Regions from separate parts of the Ovis aries genome. Here all the other regions are linked to region 2. The links are chromatin contacts, called in public Hi-C maps. All regions are on one chromosome and are shown on one strand. Each heading gives the region's core, a stretch centred on a gene start, on an enhancer-like site or on the middle of the called end of the contact. The rest is flanking DNA. Distances are from core to core; before and after follow the strand shown.

Evidence for each region. A called contact is a pair of places that touch in the nucleus more often than the background predicts.
Region 1: a Hi-C map of retroperitoneal adipose tissue shows a contact between it and region 2, with 4 times the contacts expected there. The contact joins the enhancer-like site here to the promoter of CH25H in region 2. A contact is called at or near these places in 8 of 16 Hi-C or Micro-C datasets (blood, hypothalamus, liver and 4 more).
Region 3: a contact with region 2 is called in a Hi-C map of tail adipose tissue, with 2.5 times the contacts expected there. The contact joins the promoter of IFIT5 here to the promoter of CH25H in region 2. A contact is called at or near these places in 2 of 16 Hi-C or Micro-C datasets (both in tail adipose tissue).

What each region holds. Positions count from the first base shown.
Region 1 is chr22:10,548,831-10,551,676 of ARS-UI_Ramb_v3.0, forward strand. No RefSeq gene overlaps it. Among named protein-coding and RNA genes, the nearest start is that of FAS, 43 kb to the left of the region's middle. Within about 2 kb of position 1,496, at least 18 of the 54 cell types and tissues checked have an H3K27ac peak or open chromatin away from gene starts, as enhancers often do. A contact at or near this core is called in hypothalamus, where this site is marked.
Region 2 is chr22:10,770,197-10,772,896 of ARS-UI_Ramb_v3.0, forward strand. CH25H (cholesterol 25-hydroxylase) reads right to left here and starts at 1,398. Exons shown (of 1, transcript XM_012102514.4): 1 at 5-1,398. The coding sequence starts at 1,380. The coding sequence ends at 568.
Region 3 is chr22:10,906,443-10,909,142 of ARS-UI_Ramb_v3.0, forward strand. It overlaps IFIT5 (interferon induced protein with tetratricopeptide repeats 5), which reads left to right and starts at 1,326. Exons shown (of 2, transcript XM_027960580.3): 1 at 1,326-1,502. The coding sequence starts at 1,498. It overlaps LOC132658444 (a long non-coding RNA gene), which reads right to left and starts at 1,250. Exons shown (of 2, transcript XR_009598097.1): 1 at 1,188-1,250.

The sequences.
Region 1 (2,846 bases), core at 246-2,745, 220 kb before region 2:
GCCGCTGGTCCCAGATCACCCTTACTGTGGTGAGCATGATCTGGTCTTGGTGGCAGACATCATGGGGAAGAGCATCACCTGTGAGCTGGAAGGAAAAGGTCATTTAGAGAAGCAGTGAGACTTGCTTACACAAACAGCTTGGTCTTTCTCATTGGCATGCACACAGAGCGCTCCTAACTCTGATTTGATCAGAAATTTTTAGCGATCGAATCAGTTTCTGCACAGCTGTCTAGATAAGTTATAGCACCAATACAGTTTAAAATTTTTTCCATACTTACTCCTGAAAGGTATTTTATCTGAGCACAGAATTTTATGTTAGGATACTTGCAATTTTCCCTCATTTCTTTGAAAATGTTAATCTATTGTCTTCTTACATTTATTGCTGCTGAAGGAATGTCTACTGTTGGTCTAAATATCATTCCTTCAAAGATAATATTTATTTTTTAACTCTGATAAGTTTTAAACTTTTCCCTACCTTTTCCTTGGTATTCTGCTATTTCACTATAATGAGCTTCAGTGAAGATTTATTTTTACTTAACCTATGTAATAAGCATAGAATTTTTATCAGAAAGATAGGGCTGTAGTTTTTGTTCTGTCTGGAAAATTCTCAGCTATTTTCTCCTTCACAAGAGTTTCTTTTGAAACTCTTAGTATTATCTGGTGAACTTTTTTGCATATCTAATTTTTACTCTTTTATTTTTAATATATTTGTCTCTAGATGTTGCAGTTGGGGGAAATTCCTCATCATTCTCTTTATTTTTTTCTTACTAATCAGGTTGGAGTATTCTATCTACTTAGGTATGTATTTTATTCTCTACATTTTTCATTCTTAACATTTCTAAGTGCTTCTTTCGCATTTTCTCTTGTACTTATCTCATTTATGCTTGTTCTTCATTGGCAATGTATTAGAGTTTAATAGATTTTATTCCACCATCGATCTCCTTCTAGAGAAGAGGATCTTATAGTTATTTTAAAGTCTTGTTTAGAATTGCTTTGTTAACTTTCACTGAAGCAATTTCATACTGATTTTGAAGTGTGGCTCTTCTGGAAGGATTTTCTTTTCGTATTTTTGAGCTCCGTAATGGATACGCCCCACCCCACCCCGCCCCCCGCCCCCCGCCGCCCTTTTCTCGGCAGTCTCGTTTGTCTAGTAGTTTCGTGGCTTCTTTTATCAGGGCTTCCGGAGTCCTCAGTTCTGAGACTGGATTTATAGATGTGTTATGCAACTCACAGTCCTTGGTGACATTAGAGCGTCACATTTTCAGAGGAGCCTGGTGTGCAGCAGTCCATGGGGTCACAAAGAGTCGGACACAGCTTAGCAATTGAACAACAACAGTTCTCAGTCACGCGTCTAGGGGCAGCTTGGCTCAGTTCCATGTCATGTAGCTATTGTACCTAGGACTTCCTAGCTCTCAAACTCCACAACTGCATAGAAGCCATAGTCCCGGGCCATGTTTGGCAGAAGTTCTGTTTAGCTTTCTTTCACCAGTCAGAAAGCTCTGCCTCATTCCTGGATTTTAAGAAGAGAGGCTGGCTTTTGTCCTCAGCCTCAAGTGGGGCATATTTATTGTTGACTAAACCCATGAACAAACCCTACTTTCTTTCCAGGCATTGATCTCACAAGGCTTTGGCTTGTGTCCAGGTCATTAATTATCTTGCAGCTGTTTTCCATTCTTCTAGCAAGGAAGGGTTTCTTATTCTTTAGCCTGGCTGTGCCTTTTCGTTTTCCTTTTAAAGTGTGTTGTGGATCATTGCTATTTGTTCAGATTGGGAGGGCGTGGCCCTCCAGAAGCTGCTTACAATTCTAGTTTAACCCTAAGGCCCCAATTTTGGCATTAGGTGATCAGAAACAATGTTTTGTTTTACATTTTTAAGCTACAACTAACACTCAAGTTGTTTTCAGTTACATAGAGTCCTTTGATAAGAATAGAAGAACAGGGACTATAGGATTTCCCAAGTGGACCTGAGTTTTATTATTGTGATACATCTAGAGACCTACAGATCTGGGATTAAATGTTTATTTTCTCCATAAGGGCAGAAATGCATATTTTAATGTCTTTGAGACTTAGTTTCCTCATCTGTAAAATGGGAAAATTGTTTCAGTATTTTGGAGTTTTATGATGAATAAATTAAACATGTATGAAGTATATGCCATGGTGCCTGACTCTATACCTTGGCAGATAGTAATAAAAAAAAAAAATCCAACTGAGATGCATAAGCAAAATGTAAATTGACTGGCATATTTTACTAGCAGTTCAGAGATAGGGTGGGTTTAGCGGTTAAAGCGTCTGCCTGGAATGCGGGAGACCCGGGTTCGATCCCTGGGTCGTGAAGATCCCCTGGAGAAGGAAATGGCAACCCACGCCCGTACTCTTGCCTGGAGAATCCCATGGAGGGAGGAGCCTGGTAGGCTACAGTCCATGGGGTTGAAAAGAGTCGGACATGACTGAGCAACTGGTCCCATTAAGCACTAATCTATTCCAGTGCCTCCAGTCATGATTTCCCACGATTCTCTTGGCTTTACCATCTTCATATCGATCTATTTGTCAGACTGAGAGCAACAAGCTCCTTGGACCTATCTGTGTATCACAACATCCAGGAAGGACAACAGTTATGTAAGGGGGCAAGACGTTCTGGTTGGCTAAATCCATGTGGTGCAATCTTGAGCCTGGGGTAGGATCAGGTTTCCCTGAATTGACAAAGATGTAGTTGGGAGGAGGACCCTTGCTAAGAGGGTAAAAGGGGGGTTCTCAGTAGGAGTGCTAGGATGTTTTGGGTACCCACCTCAAACTGAAAACAGAAAAATACAGTATCAGGTTGGCCAAAAAGCTCATTTGGGTTTTCCA
Region 2 (2,700 bases), core at 148-2,647:
CCTGTTGCCTTTAGGTGCTTCACTCTTTTTCAAGCACAAATAACATTTATTTCAATATAAATATACAAGTCTACAAAAATATTTTTTTAAAGTACAATAATCTGAGTCACTGTCCAGCAGGACCATGCTTCATTTTTACAGAGATCAGATGCTCCATAAAAATATATTCTTTTAGCCTAGTTCTAGGACACCTTCAAACATAGTAAAATTCCTTGTTCTACAAACAAATCTTTTAAGAGATTATTTACATATGCCAGTGGTTTTGGATGCTTTATACCCAGAAATCAAGGCTATTGAAGTGAGTTAGAATTCCACATCAAGAATACAACTGCTGATATACAAACATTACAATAAATTACCTTATTAGAGTTTGAAAAACACATCAGATTTTCTCTGTAAGTTTCTAGCAGATAATAAGTTACCCACGGGAAAAAGAAACAACAAAATAAAACCACCTCAAGTCCACCTCAAGCGTGTCTCTCCCGATTCAAGTGTGAAATGTCCCAGGTCTGAGGTGCACCCACGCCTCACGGCGGCACGAACTATGCCGGGAGGGATGCGTGCACGTTACTTGGTGTGAGCAGACCTCAGAGTTCCCAGTATTTTGTCCCAGTGTGTGAAGTAAGGCGCGAAGTTGCAGTTAAACTGGGAGTGATGCAGGTCGTGGTGTGCCACGCCCCCAAACCACCCGAAAGGTACCAGTCTGTGCGTGGACCAGGGGAAGTCGTAGCCGGAGTGGTCCTCCACCGACAGCCAGATGTTGACCACGTGGAAAGTCAGGGCGGTGAGAGGGTGGCACTGGAGCAGCAAGACGTTCATCATGTCAAAGAAACCCAAGGAAAAGAGCTCCCCGACGCTCATGTACTGCGTGGCCAGCGCGAACGGGGACGAATTCTGGTGGTGCATCTTGTGGAAGGTCCGGTATAGCCAGGGCACCTTGTGATGCAACAGATGCCACACGAAGAACTCGGTGTCAAAGAGCAGCAGGCAGAGCACCACGTGGCTCACCAGCTGGAACAGTTCGGGGGCTTCGGCGGGCAGGAGGGCCGGGCTTACAGCCCAGTGCAGCAGCGTCATGGGGAACACGAACACCACGTGCTGGTAGAGCGTCTGCCCCAGGCAGGGCAGCAGCTGCCGCGCAGACGGCGAGAAGTCCGGGTGGATCTTGCAGCGCCGCAGCGTGGGCACCCAGGGGCACAGCACGTCCAGCACCACGAAGGGCAGGCAGAAGCCCACGTAGGTGGTGATGGAGAAGAAGACAGGAAAGAAGGGCGACTGAATGAGAGCGTCCCAGGCCCTCAGGCGGTCCCAGAGGGGCTGCAGGAGCAGCTGGCCAGAGCTGCAGAGGACGTGGAGCTCGGAGCGGTTGTGGCTGTTCATGGCGAGGCTGTGTAGAGCAGCGCGGCTGCTCCGGTCCTCAGGCTTTTCTTAGGGCTTTCGACCCGCCCTCCGTGATGTCAGCCGCCGTTTTTCCTCCCTTTCCCGTCTTCGCGGAGCTTGCAAAGATAAATAACCCGACAGAATTGCGCTTAGTTGCTAAAAATACTCAAGTACAGCTGCGTTCAATGGCATTCAGATATGCAATTACGCAATGGCACGTAGTAATTTCTATGTCTATGGGACATAAAATTTATACACGATACAATGCACAGAACTTCAGTGCAGAGTTTCTACGAGTTTTGACAACTCAGTTTACGGGTTATCACCATCCCTAAACAAGAGAGAATATTTCCATCATCACCAGAAACAGCTCCTTTGCAGTCAAGGCAGAAGTACTTGTGTTTTTATACATACATTAAATTGTGTCTGTGTGTTTTAATAAAGACACAAATGTGGCTGCATTTTTTAAAAAATCTTTAAAAAGCGACATACCTTTCCTATTTCGGATCTTTTCTTTCTGCTGGCGCGCTCTATTGATCTAACTAGCAGCGATCCGCAAACTAACCTTTCTTAGACGGAACCGCGCAGGTCGATAGCCGCGAGCCGTGGCGATCTGCGCAGAAAATCAGCCGGGAAGGTAGCGGGTCGGGAACCTCCTCCAGTTCCCGTATCTTTCCCGGGCGGGCTCGCGGAAAGCTCCAGACCCTACCGCGCGCAGACTTCCTCGAAGGAGCCCCCACCCCCGCCAAAACCCGGCCGGAGGGTCGTCCCTTCGCGGTGCGCCCGAGTCACCCAAAGCAGAGACGGGAACCGGGAGGCACAGCGGCGAGAGAGGGGACAGCGACTTTTAGCCTTCGCGTTACCGGAAAAAAAAAAAAAAAAAAGTCAAGGGCTGGATTTAACGTCCAGAGCCTGCCGATCCAAATCTGGCTAAAAGCCGCTGCATCTCATTTGGGATGAAAGCAGTGCAATCAGTAAACCACCCACTTTGAGGGGGAAATGGGAATATTTTTGCGTTCCCTGAAGCCTACAGGGAGGCTGTTGATTGAACAGATGATGTCGCGCCCTCCTAGCCCTTCCCTTTGCTGGCTCCGCGACGCCAACTTGCCCCACGTCCTTGACCCCGCCATCCCCCAAACCATCCCTGGTGCTGCGAGCGCAACGGCGAGGCCACCCCCACCTCTGCGTTTCTCCACCATCAGCCGTGGTCAGCTGGCCACGACTGAGCCTGAGAAAGTCGGTATTAGCAGAGCTCAGATGGGTCATGGCTGGGCCGGGAGGCGGTGGGGTGTGTGTGACCCCAGGCCTTGCAAGAAAAGC
Region 3 (2,700 bases), core at 76-2,575, 140 kb after region 2:
TGCACAGCTAACTGCAGTTCTGGACCTACACTGTTAGTTAGCCACGCTTAACTTAATTCTGAAGGAGCAAGAACTGGCTTTAGGTATAAGGCCCCTTTTCTTGCAAAGCCAAAGTCAGCATTATTTAAACTAATAGACACCTAGCAAAAACTGTACATTGTTGTCCATTCATTTGAAAAACAAAGTGCCTAGCACGGCATTTTGCCAAGGCATAAAAGTGATAAACTTGTGCCTTTTAAACTCTGTGACGATGAACACTTTTCTCAAAGTTTGAGAATTATCTCCACCCTGTGCATAATCAGGAATAAAATGCATCAGACAGTGTGAGGGGGGAGGAGGGGGGAGGGCTTGTCCCTTGTCTGATTTATTCCAGGCTATACTGACAGGGCCTTGAACAATGTCTAGCTCTTAGCAGTCGTTTAATAAAACCTATTGAGGGGCCTTCCCTGGTAGTCCAGTGGCTAAGACTCTGCACTGCTAACGCTGACTCTTTGTGACCCCATGGACTATAGCCATAGCCCGCCAGGCTCCTCTGTCCATGGGGATTCTCCAGGCAAGAATACTGCAGTGAGTTGCCATTCCCTTCGCCTGGGGATCCTCCCTACCCAGGAATCGAACCCAGGTCTCCTGTATTGAAGCCGGATTCTTTACCATCTAAGCTACCAGGGGAAGCCAACCCCATCATAAAGATGGGACCTTACTATAGATTATTATAATAGTATTATAGGACCTTACTATAGGAAGCTCAGTTGTCAAGGGCATGGAAGGGAAGGGAATTTTCATAGAATTGTGGGTGGGGTATAAAAACCTCTTTGCAAAGCGAACCTGGAATAGCTACCAAAATTTTGAATATATACACGTTTTGGCCCCCAAATTTCTCTAGGTTTACCCAGTGAAAATCACGGCACAAGTGCACGGCATTGCACTTGTGTTTGTTGAGTCAAGACTTGAGTTTTAGCCTAGGATGCACAAAGCTATAAAGCGCATCGGGTGCCACCCAACAAAAATAACGCTGAAATATCTCTAGTCATCTTAGCTAAGGGAAAAAAAAAAAAAAATCCAACAAATAACAACCACCCCGCAAAAAGCTAAGGCACGTGGACTCAAAAAGGCAGCTGAGCAGCCAAGACCAAGGTCTCAAGGCCCAGCTGCAAATTCCACCCAGAACGTCCCCGCGCTGCGCACACCTCTCACAGCGGTTCCTCAGCCCGGCCGGGGGGCGCCCCCACTCAGCTCTTCCAGAAGTTTCTGTTTCCCGGAGCTGGACTCCGCCTAGTCGGGGATCAGATTCACTTTCTAGTTTCCCTTTCCCGCTCCCGCCCTTTAACAAAGACGGCCGCCCCCGTGCGCGGGCCTCGCGCTGCGGTCACCTCGCCCGCGCGCCCGCGCGCCCACGCCCACGCCCGCGCGCCGCCGCTCAGCCGCAAAGGAGCGGAGGGCGAGGAGAAAGCCCGAAGGGACCTGCACCTCCCGGAACCGCAGCAGAGCCCTGCCGCCATGAGGTAAGGGCCTCTCCCCGCCCCCTCCCCAGCTCCCTGTGGCCTTTGATTTACACGCCTTTCTCTCGTGTTCCGTTTGCAGGGCAGCGCTGCGGCCCTTGAGCCGAGCCCCGGAGCCCGGCCGCCGGGCGTCGGCTTTGGGGGCGCTCCCCGCCTGGGAGCCCGGTCCGGGTCCGGGGCGGCTGAAGGTGGGCCTGCCGGGGAGGGTGGCCGAGTGGACCCTTCCGGCACGTCCCAGGCATCCGCGATCGGACTCTCGGGCCGAGTCGGGGGGCGGCGGGGGGGGGGGGGCAGGGGCGATGCGCCCCGGGGACTTGTCACTTCCCTGCGGCTCCGGTCGCCGCCGCCCCCGGGCCGGTGCGGGAGCTTCTGCGGTGCAGGTCCCCGCAGGCCGCGGCCCCCGCGTCACACGCGTCCGCTTCTGCCATTTTGCCTTTCTGATTCTTGGGTCTGACTTCTCCCCCCTCCTTTGTACCGTGGACACATTGTTCCGGCTCCACCCCATCCCCCGTTTTGTGGGGCTTGCTTTCTCCGTTTCCGAGACTGGCCTGTGGTGGGGGTCCTTGGCTGACCCCTTTTCATCTGGTCCCCTACCCTGCACGGGGATGGTGAACGGTCTGCATTTAGGAAGCTGAGGCCTGAGGAGGTTCAGATGGTGGGCTCTGCAGGCCTTACAGCCTTTTGTTCTAAATCCTGACTCGGACCACCTACTAGTTGGGTAACCCAAAGCAAAGTTTCTTCAACTCGGTGAAGCTGTTTCTTGTCTGTAAAACGTGATGGCATCCATCTCTTAGGACTGTGGAAACGGTTGCTGCTGAATGCCCAGCTCATATATTTGCAGATGTTGACTTTTGTTACGTTTAAAAATGTTTAATAAATGCCTTACTTCTACCCTTTGTAAGAAAGGAGGGATGTGGGAGGTATAGGGAGGAAAAGGCCGGTGGTGCCCTGCGAGTGTCTGGTGGATGGGTAGAAGAGGGGTGAACCCCACTGGGCACTGTCTACCAAGGAAAAGGAAAGACTGCTCCTCCCTGGCAAAAAAACAAACACAATAAAACAACTCCCCACCACACACACACAAAATTGCCTAAAGATAAATGTTGCTTCTTCAGACACAATAGCCTCTCTCCCCAGCTTCCCAGAGACAAAGTTAAAAAAGTAAGTAGAGTTGAAAAAGTAAAATTTGTCATAGTGCCCGGTT